Linked DNA regions of Pan troglodytes: region 2 is linked to region 1. A link is a contact called in public Hi-C data. All regions are on one chromosome and are shown on one strand. Each heading gives the region's core, a stretch centred on a gene start, on an enhancer-like site or on the middle of the called end of the contact. The rest is flanking DNA. Distances are from core to core; before and after follow the strand shown.

Region 1 (6,070 bases), core at 560-3,059:
GCAGGCCTGGTGGTAATGAATTCCCTTAGCATTTGCTTGTCTGAAAAGGATACTGTTTCTTCCTGGCTTCTGAAACTTAGTTTGGCTGGATATGAAATTCTTGATTGGCATTTCTTTTCTTGAACGATGCTGAATGTATGCTCCTAATCTCTTCTGGCTTGTAGGGTTTCTGCTGAAATGTCTACTGTTAGCCTAATGGAGTTCCCTTTGTATGCGACCTGCCCTTTCTCTCTAGCTGCCTTTAATATTTTTTATTTCATGTTGACCTTGGAAAATCTGATGACTATGTGTCTTGGGGATGGTCATCTTGCAAAGTATCTCACAGGAGTTCTTTGAATTCCTTGAATTTGTATGTCGACCTCTCTAGCAAGGTTGGGGAAATTTTTGTGAACAGTATAACTCAAGAATATTTTCCAAGTGGCTTGCTCTCTCTACTTCTCTTTCAGGGATGCCAATAAGTCATATATATGCTGTCTTTACATAATCTCGTATTTCACAGAGGCTTTGTTCATTTTTTTAAAAATATTTATTTTTGTCTTACTAATTCAAAGAACCAGTCCTCAAGCTCTGAGATTCTTTTCTCAGCCTTGTCTATTCAGCTGTTAATATTTCCGCGTAGTGAACTATTCATCTCTATCAGCTTGGTTTGGTTCTTTCTTAAAATGGCCATTTCAGCTTTCACTTCTTGAATTGTTTTACTAGATTCCCTAGAATGAGTTACAACTTTCTCCTGCATCTCAATAATCTTCCTTGCCACCTAAATTCTGAATTCTGTCTTTCACTTCAGCCATTTTATTCTCATTAGGATACATTGCTGGGGAGGTAGTGTGGTCATTAGGAGGTAAGGAGATTCTCTGGCGTTTACAGTTTCTAGAATTTTTGCACTGGTGCTTTCTCATATATGTGGGCTGATTTTCCTTTAACTGTGGTGTAATTTGAGTATAGTCAATTGACTTTATTTCTGGATGTTTTCAGAGGGCTTTGGCTTTGTGTGAGGTCATTATTTGTGGCTTAATTCTTGTCCTTGGCTTCACAGGGCGTTATATTAAGAAAGTATTTTTGGTGTTGAAGTTTGGGGTGTGATCCAGTAGATGACACTTAAGCATAATGGCTGCCAGGCAGACTTGCTGAGCCATGTCGCTCCTCTGTATTTCCTCACAATTACAGCTGTGCTCCCTCTCAGTACTCTGAGAGTGTGGGCTCTTCTCCCACTCAAATGTTGGCTGCAGATCATGGCTTGGCACTCCTGAGCTGCACACTGCAGCCTTAGGTTGTGCTCAGGCTTTATGTTACCACCCACACTTGGGAGCAGCAGGGGCAGAAACCTTGGCAATGACAATGGCAGATGGCCTTTTATTTGTTTCTTGGTGATCTACCCAAGAGAAATACAGAGCCATGGCCAATCACAATGATCATCCCAGGGTGGGGCAGCTGTATTGCTGGCCCAAGCTGGGGGATGGGGGAGACCTTGCCTGGTGACTAGCAGGGAGCAGGGGGCAGGCTTACAAAGAGACAGACTGGCCTCTTTTCCTTAGGGTGGCTGTAGCATGTTGGAGGTGTGAATAAAGAAACCAGGCTATTCTTTCCCAAATCTGAGGGCAACAAGGACAGTACCACTGCAGTGGCAGTGGCAGAGGCAGAGGAGTTTCAGTTGCTTCTGGGAACTCTACCAAACAGAAATGCAAAGTTGCTGCCAATGAGAATTTTCAGCTGGGGGATGGGGAAGCTGCACTGTGGGCCCAAGCCTGAGGCCCTGCCTGATAATGAGTAGGGGGTCAGGGACTCACAGGGCAGAGAGGATGAGTGAGCTCACCTCTGTGGCATGCTGGAGGTGTGAGTAAGGCACTCAGGCTCCTTGTTCCTTCTTCAGTCTGAGTACAGCAAAGGCAGTACCACTGCAGTGGTAGTGTCAGAGGGGTTGTCAGTTGCCTCTGGAAGCTCCACTACAGGGAAACACAGAGCCACTGCCAGTAGGAATGTTTAGCTGAGAGTGGGGCAGCTGCTCTGTGAGTCTGAACCAGGAGCTCTGCCTGTTGATGTGTAGGGGGTGGGGACCACAGAGAAGAAAAATGGAGATACTCTCCATGGGAGGTTGTGGCATGCTGGATGTGCCAGAAAAACAACCAGACCCTTTGTTTCTTTCCCAGGCCAATAGCAGTAAAGGTGGTACTGCTGCGGCTGCAATGGCAGAGGGGCTATGGGTTGTCTCTGGTATTTCATTTTCATAGAAATGCAGAGATCCCACCAACAGAAATGTTCAGGTGGGGACAGGGCAGTTGTGCTGGGGGCCCAGGTAGAGAGGTCATGCCCAGTGAGGAATAAAAAAGGCAGGAACCCATATGGAAAGCAGTCTGGCAACTTTTCCATAGGGCAGCTGTACTGTGCTGGAGGCCTACAGTAGTCCTAAGCTCTTCGCTCCCTCCTGAGCCTAATGGAAGCAGGGATGGGGGCTATGGAGTGGTAGCCTGCTTGCTACCTCTGGGATCTCTGTCCCAGGGAAATGCAGAGCTTATACTGGCTCAAGAGCTCAAGTGGGGGCGAGGTGTCTGGGCTCCCAGGCCAGGAGGTCCCCACCCAGTGAGAAGTAGTGGAGGCAGGGACCCATGTGGAAAATAGTCTGATTACTTTTCCATAAGGCAGGTACACTGTGCTGGAGGCCCATGATTGTCCCTAAGCTCCTCACTTCCTCCTAAGCCTGAGGTCAGCAGGAGTGGGGGCTGCCTGAGAAAAGAATTTAAAACATGCACAAAGTCTTTGTGCAATATGGGATTATGTAAAGTGACAAAACCTATGAATTATTTACATTCCTGAAAGAGAAGGAGAAAAGGTAAACAAATTGGAAAACATATTTGAGGAAATAATTCAAGAACATTTTCCTAATCTTTCCAGGGTGATAGACATCCAGATATAAGAAATACAGAGAACCCCTTTGAGATATTATAAAAATCTATTATCACCAAGACATATAGTCAGTATACTGTCTAAGGTCAATGCCAAAGACAAAATCTTAAAGGCAGCTAGAGAAAAAGGTCAGATCACATACAAAGGGAATCTGAAAAGGTGAACAGAGGATGATTCAGCAGAAAACTTACAAGCTAGAAGAGATTGTGGGCCTATTTTCCGCATTCTTAAAAAGAAGAAATTTCAACCCAGAATTTAATATCCTTCCAAACTAAGCTGCATGAGCAAAGGATAAAGAAAACCTGCTCTAGACAAGCAAGCGCTAAGGGAATTTGTTGCCATTAATCCAGCCTTACAAAAGACCCTTAAGGGAGTTCTAACATGGAATTGAAAGAAAGATCCCTGCTACTACAAAAGCACACTTATGTACCTAGCCCACAGACCCTATAAAGCAACCACTAATAGGAATCCAAAGCAATCATCTAGCAACTTCATGATAGGATGAAAACCTCACATATCAGTAATAACCCATATTGTAAAGAGTCTAAATGACCCAGTTAAAAGACACAGGGGTAAATTGGACAAAAAAACAAGACTTATTTGTCTATTATCATCAACAGACTCATCTCACGAGTTACCACACCCATAAGGTCAAACTAAAGAGATGGAAAAAGATCTATCATGCAAACCAAAAACAAAAAGAAGCAAGAGTTTCCACTCTTATATAAGATAAGGTATAAATACAGCCAACATTTGGTCACCCAGATTCATAAAACAAGTACTTCTACACCTACAAAACACTCAGACAATCAAGAGGGTAAAACAATAATAGTGGGGGCTTCAACACTCCACTGATAGGGTAGCACAGATTGTTGAGGCAGAAAACTACCAAAAATTTCTGGACAAAACTATGACACTTGACCAATTGGACATAATAGACAGCTACAGAGTACACCACCCATCAACCACAGAATATACATTTTTCCCATCTGCACACAGAACATACTCCAAGATCAACCACATGCTCAGCCATAAAGGAAGTCTAAAAAATTAAAAAAATATATTAAATCATACCAACTATATTATCAGTCTGCAGTGGAATAAAAATAGAATTCAGTTCCAAAAATATCTCTCAAAACCCCACAATTACATAGAAATTAAGCAACTTGCTGCTGAATGACTTTTGGGTAAACAATAAAATTAAGGCAGAAATAAAAAAATCTTTAAAAAAATGAAAACAGAGACACAACATACCAAAATCTCTGAAAGTCAGCAAAAGCATGTTAAGGTGAAAGTTTATAGTGTAAAAGCCTACCTAAAGAAGTTGGATAAGTCTCAAATTAACCGTTAACCATCTAACATCCCACCTAGAGGAACAACAACAAACAAAAACCTGATTTCAAAGCTAGCAGAAAATGTTAGAAATATTTCAAGTTAACAGCCTAATGTGACATCAAAAAGAACTAGAGAACCAAGACAAAACAAACACCAAAGCTAGCAGAACACAAGAAATAACCAAAATCAGAGCTGAACTGAAGGAGATAGAGACCCACACAAAAAACTATTGAAAATTTGAAGAAATCCAGGAGCTGGCATTTTGAGAAAATTTATAAAATAGATAGACTGTAGTTAGGCTAATAAAAAAGAGAGAAGATTCAAATAAGCACAATCAGAAATGATAAAACAGATATTACCACTGACACACAAAAAATACAATCATGAGAGAATATTATAAACACTTCTATGCACATAAACTAGAAAATCTACAAGATATTGATAAACCTGGACAAATATACCCTTCCAAGACTGAACCAGGAAAAAATTGAATCCCTGACCAGACCAGTTCTGAAATTTATGCGGTGATAAATAGCTTACCAATGAACAAAAGCCTAGGACCAGACAGAGTCACAGCTGAATTCTACCATACGTAGAGAGAAGAGACGGCACCATTCTTACTGAAACTATTCCAAAAAATTGAAAAGCAGGGACTCCTCCCTAACCTGGCAGAGATACAACAGAAAAGAAAATCTCCAAGCCAATATCACTGATGAACATTGATGCAAAAATCCTCAACAAAATACTGGCAAATTGAATCCAGCCACACATCAAAAAGCTTATCCACCATGATAAAGTAGGCTTCATTCTTGAGATGCAAGGTTCATTCAACATACACAAATCAATAAATGTGATTCATCACATAAACAGAACTAAAGACAAAAACCATGTGATTATCTCAATAGATGCAGAAAAGGCTTTCTAAAAAGTTCAGCATTCCTTTATGTTAAAAATTCCCAATAAACTAGGTATTGAAAGACCATACCTCAAAATAATAAGAGTCATGTATGACAAACCCACAGCCCACATTATACTGAATGGTCAGAAGGTGGAAGCATTCCCTTTGAAAACTGGCACAAGACAGGGATGCCCTCTCTCACCATTCCTATTCAACATAGTATTGGAAGTTCTCGTCAGGACAATCAGGCAAGAGAAAGAAATAAAAGGCATCCAAATAGAAAGAGAGGAATTCAAACTAACCCTATTTGTAGACAACATGATTCTATGTCTAGAAAATCCCATCATCTGAGCCCAAAATCTTCTTAAGCTAATAAGCAACTTCAGTAAAGTCTCAGGACACAAAATCAATGTGCATAAATTGCTAGCATTCCTATACACCAATTAACCTAGGGGCCCATCAACACTGGATTGAGTAAAGAAAATGTGGTGCATATACACCATGGAATACTATGCAGCCATAAAAAGAACAAAACCATGTCCTTTGCAGCAACATGGATGCACCTGAAGGCCATTATCCTGAGCTAATTAACAGTGGAAAAGGAATCTAAATACCACATGTTCCCATTTATAAGTGGGAGCTAAATGTTAGTTACTCATGGACATAACAATGGCAACAATACACACTAGGAACTAATAGAGGGGGAAATAAAGAAGGGGGCAAGGGTAAAAAAATTAACTGTTGGGTCTGTGCTCACTCTCTGGGTGATGGAATCATTCGTATCCCAAACCTCAGCATTACACAATATACCAATGTCACAAACCTGCACATGTATCCTCTGAATCTAAAATACAACTGGAATTGTTTTTAGAAATACTTCAAAGAAAAAAAAGTTGGATGTCATTTTGAACTCTGTGCATGTCTACTCACATATAA
Region 2 (6,348 bases), core at 261-2,760, 530 kb before region 1:
TGGGATCCTTCCAACTGTTTGCCTGGAAGAGCTGAGAGCATCCTCTCTAGAAATCTGCCAACTTGTACACCAACCTCCAATCCAGTCCCAGCCACAGGGATTCATGCCCCACATTGCCCTCTGCAGATAACCCAAAATGGACGATCCCAGGAAAGTGATATTTGTCGTCGTCCTTTTGTAAAAATAGTATCCATCGACTTTCCTGTATCGTGTACTGGGGAGCTTTGCGCAGCAAGCATGAGCATACGTTCTCACGCGCACTTGCACACATACACACCAACACCACCACAAACAACAACACCACACACCCCACACATTCTCACAACAAACACACGGGATGGGGATCGAATCACCCTCTGGGATGGATTCTAGACTTCCCACCCCCTGCATGCCCCAAATGCTGTGTTCTGGCTTGCCAGCTTAGGAGCCCAGTTTACAGCTCAGCCAGCCCCCAGAGAAAGCCCTTGGTATCCGTGTTCAGAAGAAAACCTATCCGACCCGTGCGGCCACAAAAGAGCAGAAAGAAAACCAAATAGAGAAATTAACAAATAACCACGAACAGCCAAAAGCCATGCAAGATATGGGCAAAAGGCTGGAAAGTTTCAATAGAGGACTGCAAACTCAAGTTTGCGGGACTTTTTTAGACCCAAGCCCTTGCACTGAGCGTGGACTAGAAGGCACCAGCATTAATGAAAGCTTCTAGTCCTCTTTCCCCACCGATTTACAGCGTGAAGAATAGAGGCAAACTAGTTAAGACTCACTCTACAAACAAAGTTGGATGAGGGTGGTGAGGCATGCAGAAGAGGCCAAAGGGGTAAAAGAAGTGGGAGAGCCAAGAAACGAGTGTCTCACCTGGCATTGGTGCAATCGGTGAACAAAGTTTCGAAGTCTTTCCTGGTGATGAGTTTGCAGCGGTTTACCCCGGGCTGGATGGCCCCCAGCCCGCGGAGGATCCGGACCTGCTCAACAGTACACACCACGGGGGATATATCCAGTCTCTTCAGCTTGGTGTACACAGTGTGCAAGCCTCCCACCAGGTGCTTGAGAAAAAGATCAAAGACTTGCGGCAGGCAGATCAGTTCCTGGCCGTCCATCAGGAACGAAGCCACCTTCATCCCGTGCATGTCGACCATGCGGCACTCGTTGGTGTTGGTGTTGCCGCTGCCGCCGCCTCCGGCACTGTTGCTGTGGTTATTAACCATGAAACTACTGATCATATTAGGAGTAAGACGAGGGGGCTCTCTGGGAGTCGAGTACAGGGGTTCGGCCCGGAATAAGCCCCCCGGGACGCCGGCGCCGCTGGAAGTTGCAGAGATCACTGGAGATGCGGAGACAGCCATGGTCACTCTGTCTCTATCGTGGGTCCTCCGGCCCTCGCTTTCTCGCCCTGACTCCTCTAGATCCCCTCGCACTCACTCCCTCACTCTCGCTCTCTCTGGCGCGCTCTCGCTGGCTCCGAACTGTTCGCAAGTCTTCAGCAGCCGGCTCACGCTCAAGCTCAACAAACAGTGAGCAGCCCGGACCCGCTGCGGCCCCAGACCCCACCCCCACCACACCCCCTCCGGAGACTGGCAGCGTCCCACAGCCAATGGGCCCCACCCCTTCTGCGCCCGAGCGCTCCGAATGGCTGCCGCTGGCGAGGAGGTGGAGACTCCCTGGCCGGCGTCCGACTACCTGAGTGGGTTCAGGCTCGACCGAGAACAGAGATCCAGTCCGAGAAGGGGGCGGTGTGGTGCCTCTGCTTCTTGCCTCTCTGCCAGACGAGAGAACTCCCAAATGTCACGCAGAGTTCTCAAAGTGGCCTATGCTGTGAACCCATCCGCTCCGCGCTCCGCTGGTGTCGGGGTGGAAACGCAAAGCGCGACTCCTGAACGTGCCTCCCCATGCCCCTTCCGCCACCTTACACCGGGTTAGATCGTGGAAAGTGAGGTGGCAGCTCCGATTCCACTTGCGCATCTCTCCCAAACTCTGCGGGGGCTAATAGATGGCTTCGCCTAGCTTCCGGGAGAAAGACGCTGGCGAGTTCAGAAGTAAACAGCTCAGCCCTTTAGCCCACCTAAGCGCGCTTGGTGTAAATTTTCCCCTACCCAGCGCGCAGAGGAACAAGCGTCCGAGATCATACTCAGATCAGAGTCCTGGTTGCTAACTCGCACTGACATTCAGGAAGCGTAGTGAGCCTGTGAACACTTTGGGAAACAGAGAGACTTGCTTTGTGGGTGGCAGATGGACGCCTCATTTTATGGCACTTCCGCCACTGTCCTGGAACAGACTTGTCTGTGTCCCCGTCCCTTAGTGTCGAGATTGCCCTGGCCCTACTCCCCGCTAAAATTGATAGGAAATGTTTGTTTAGGACTCAAAACAGTCATCACGGAATATGAGGAAAGGGCGAGGGTTTGCATTCTTGAACGTGCATTTTCCTTCCTCTTCCATTGGCTTTGAAGGTCCAGTGATTAGAGCTCCAGTCCTAAACAAGATTCCACTTCCCCCACTCATCAAGTGTCCCAAACGTACTAAGAGCTTATAGAACAAAATGTCTAAGCAGGGTACATTCCAGGGAAAAGGAATGGTCTTTTCCACACAGCATATGGTGGTTAGATCGCCTTAGCAAAGTTGTTTTTGTTTGTTTTGAGACAGATTCTCACTCTGTCGCCCAGACTAGAGTGCAGTGGCACAATCTCGGCTCACTGCAGCCTCCGCCTCCGGGGATCAAGCGATTCTCCTGCCTCGGCCGAGTAACTGGGACAACAGGTGCGCGCCACCATGCCTGGCTAATTTATGTATACATATACATATATATACACACACATATACATATATATACATATATATATATACACATATACATATATATACATATATATACTTTTTTTTTTTTTTGTAGAGACAGGGTTTCACCATATTGGCCAGGCTGGTCTCGAACTCCTGACCTCGTGATCTGCCCTCCTCGGCCTCCCAAAGTTCTGGGATTACAGGCGTGAGCCACCGCTCCTGGCCTAGCAAAGTTGTTTTAAGACTCCTTGTCAAGCTATTCATTCTCTAAAACCAAGATATTTCCTTTCCTGTGCTCCTCTTCTCTAGAGGCTGTTAGTTATTCATAAAGTGAAATCCAGGTTTCGTTTCTTTACAAAACGTTACCAACTACATGGCTTATGGTAACTTCTCTGATATTCTTCTAAAATATAAATAATGTTGGAAACTTACTGAATTTTATTCAGCCCTAGTTGTACTTAGCAGGATCAACGAGAAATGTGTGGGTTCTTTTTGCTCCCTTATTTAGTTACAGATACCCTAAATTGGATTTTTCTGCCTCTTTCTACAACATATTTTCTTCTTTTCTCATTTCTTCAACCAGGTTTAAGAACTGCCCTTTGAATCTCTTCATACTGTTTCAATTTCAAATTGTACAGGGTTAAAATGCTAAGAAGTTGTGATGATCATTGCTTTCAAAATGCAGTGATATGACTCTAACATAATAGATTGGGATATAGGCAGCCACGAGACATTTTTAAAAGGCATCAAAATGTTTTTGCTACATCGATACTGTTGTGGGAAGAAAGTAATAAGGGGCAAAAAAAGGACAATTGAGAAGAAATAGCAGAGGCAGAAAACGCCTCAACCAAAAGTAGAAGTATCAAAAAAGAATAAAACAGCACTGACAGAAATGTTTGTATTTACCAGTTTTTAGAAAGAGAAATCCCAAATTGTATTCAACAGGTGTTTTGACTGAAATGGCTGTTAAACTATCTGTTGAAATAGCTTGCCTCTGATAACTTATTGTGATTGAAATTTCCAGGTGAATAAGTTTGGCTGTAAAGGATGTTTTTTTTTCAAATGGCTCTAATTACGTTAAAAATCCTAAGGCCAAGCTACCCCTTGTATGTAGCTGTGCCCACATTATCAAGGCCTTTTTATTTGCAGAGCAATTTGGGGTTTTCAGCAATAAAACATTGCACAGATATTTTGATGTTTCAAATTTAAGAAATCTGAAATATAAAAAAAGGCAGATTATTCATTCATGCTGTAATCAGTAATTGTGAAATTGAAGAACAGACATACTTTGACAACTTTAGAAAAGGCACAAATTAAGTCATGTGTTTAATGAGATGTATCAGGTTTACAGTAATATTTTAATTATTACTAGAGATTACGGTTCTATTTCTAGCAGAAATACTAGAGACTCAAATTGGCCATTGATCATTGAAAGGTTAAAGTTCTTTGGAAGCTTTCAACACGCAAAACACCCTCGGTTTCATTATTTGAATTCCTTCTCATTGCAGTCTTCTAGATAAACTTGGTAGCGTTCTTAAGTAACACATGCAATTTAAACATTTAGTCGTTTAGATCTAAGAGAGCAGGTTTTGTCTCCTTTTTTCTTGACTTTTTGATTATTCTATTTTTTATCACTACTATTTCTACTATTACTATCAGTGCTTTGAGATTGAGACAATCAATTTTACACAGAGGGTTTGTTTTTGTCCCTTTCTGATTTTAATGTCTTCCATAAGCCAAACATACTTCTAAACAGGGCTAGGTTTCTACAAGACCAGAGGAAGCCTTTCACATCAACACCCTGTAAGTTTGGAATTGCTTGATGCAATATAAAATCATAAAAAGGTGGCAGTAAACAGAGTACCCTTGGGAGATGACTCTCTATGGAGAGAGGCACTGCATTAAAACTAAGAAAATACTCAAGGTTTGTGAATTAATACAAGACAGGAGCCAACCACCGCAACAAATAACGACAAAATTAGTATAAGCAGGTACCATATCTCATCAGAAGAAGTTCTAATTCCAGTGGAATGATTTGGGGCCTAAGTGTAGTTTCCCATACACTGAAATGCTGTAAACTTCCATGACTTAATTAACAATTTACATTTTATCTTAATTCATACTCAGTTTGGAGGGGAGGGTGCTCATCTGTGATTTTAGGCAAAATATTCTACTTTGACACTGTCAGTAAAATGCAAGTACCATTTTAACTAAAAATTAAAAATACATATATTGGCAAGCTTATGCAGCACTGCAAAATATCCAGAACTATTTGAAGGGACTGGTTTTCAGATCAGGCATTCAAGTAAATCCCAAGGTAATAAATGGAATTATTTGAAACCCTCAGCCAACTGAAGTTACAACCTCGAATGTGGCGGCTAATCACAACCTCCCAGGAGACCTCTAAGGTTCACTTTTAAGTAAACAATAAAAGGAAATTGGGCAAGACAATAAATGTAAAATGAAAGCCTTCATATAACTGAGAATTTAAGTGATGAAAGCCTATAGCTATGTATGCATGTATACCCCATTAGGAAACTGGTTATACGATTATCTATAACATCATTTTTTTCATTCAGTTACAATGTTAAATTGAAGATGAATTCTAAGGGAGGCAAAGGTGGAGAAAGGGGACCAGCAGAGCATCAAGAGAATTGGTCAAAACCCAAAGAGTAACAGTTAAAATCCAATACTTAAAGGAAAGATGAACATTTTCTAACTGAAATATAAAAAATAAGCTTTCAAATTACCTTATAAAGTATAAGCGCTTACCAACTTTTAAGATATGCTATTTCATACTGCACTCTCCTAAAGGAGAAGGAAACATGTCGTCTTAAATTCCACCTATGTCTCTCAATGTACTGTTCCCTTTTAAATCTTGGGCTTTTAACTGTTCAAATTCAAGCTATTTTAACTTCAGCTGGTCTCCCACTGCTACTTAATGTCCTTTTATTCATTTCGTTGACTCCCTATTGAATTCCCTGTAGCAGCTACTCCAAACCTTTCCTATTCTTTGCAAGTCACCCTTCCCCTCACTCTCATTAGCTACTGCCTCCAACTTCTCTATGATTTTATCACAAAGTTATTTGACAGGCGTTCCCTCCGCCTCCCTTCTCCCCTCCTAAAAGGATTTTTGCATCTTCTCTCTTAAAAAATAAAAAGCCTCCTCCACTGCTTCCATTGATGTTCTTCATTCCTTTCTTTCACGTCGTTCAAGTGACAAATCTGTTTTATTCCCACCTCTCTATTTTGCATCTCCAGTCTCTCCCTCTCTACTTGCTCTTTTCACCTTTTACTATATAAAATGTTCAAGGCTATGAATCCTTAAGACAAATCAAAACTGTCTACTCTAAAAACAGTTCTCAGAGTGTGGTCCCTAGGTCACCGGCATCAGCATTACCTGGATGCTTGATAGACATGCAAACAGTTTGGCCCTACCCAAGACCTGCTGAATTAGAACCTCGGGGTGAGGCTCAGCAACCTGCATTTAACAAAGCCCCTAAGTGATTCCATTGTAGGTGGAAATTTGAGATCCACTTGCCCTGAAGTTACCATCTTTGCACAAACTTTTTGAAAATC

What was found. Hi-C and Micro-C count contacts between places; a contact is called where the count stands out from the background.
Region 2: a contact with region 1 is called in a Hi-C map of induced pluripotent stem cells, with 1.7 times the contacts expected there. The contact joins the promoter of DACH2 here to the enhancer-like site in region 1. A contact is called at or near these places in 1 of 7 Hi-C or Micro-C datasets (induced pluripotent stem cells) and 1 of 1 datasets of contacts at active chromatin or transcription factors (stem cell-derived excitatory neurons).

Annotation. Positions count from the first base shown.
Region 1 is chrX:83,279,885-83,285,954 of NHGRI_mPanTro3-v2.0_pri, reverse strand. No RefSeq gene overlaps it. Among named protein-coding and RNA genes, the nearest start is that of POF1B, 240 kb to the right of the region's middle. Within about 2 kb of position 1,809, at least 2 of the 24 cell types and tissues checked have an H3K27ac peak or open chromatin away from gene starts, as enhancers often do. A contact at or near this core is called in induced pluripotent stem cells, where this site is marked.
Region 2 is chrX:83,812,307-83,818,654 of NHGRI_mPanTro3-v2.0_pri, reverse strand. It overlaps DACH2 (dachshund family transcription factor 2), which reads right to left and starts at 1,510. Exons shown (of 12, transcript XM_016943980.2): 1 at 853-1,510. The coding sequence starts at 1,340.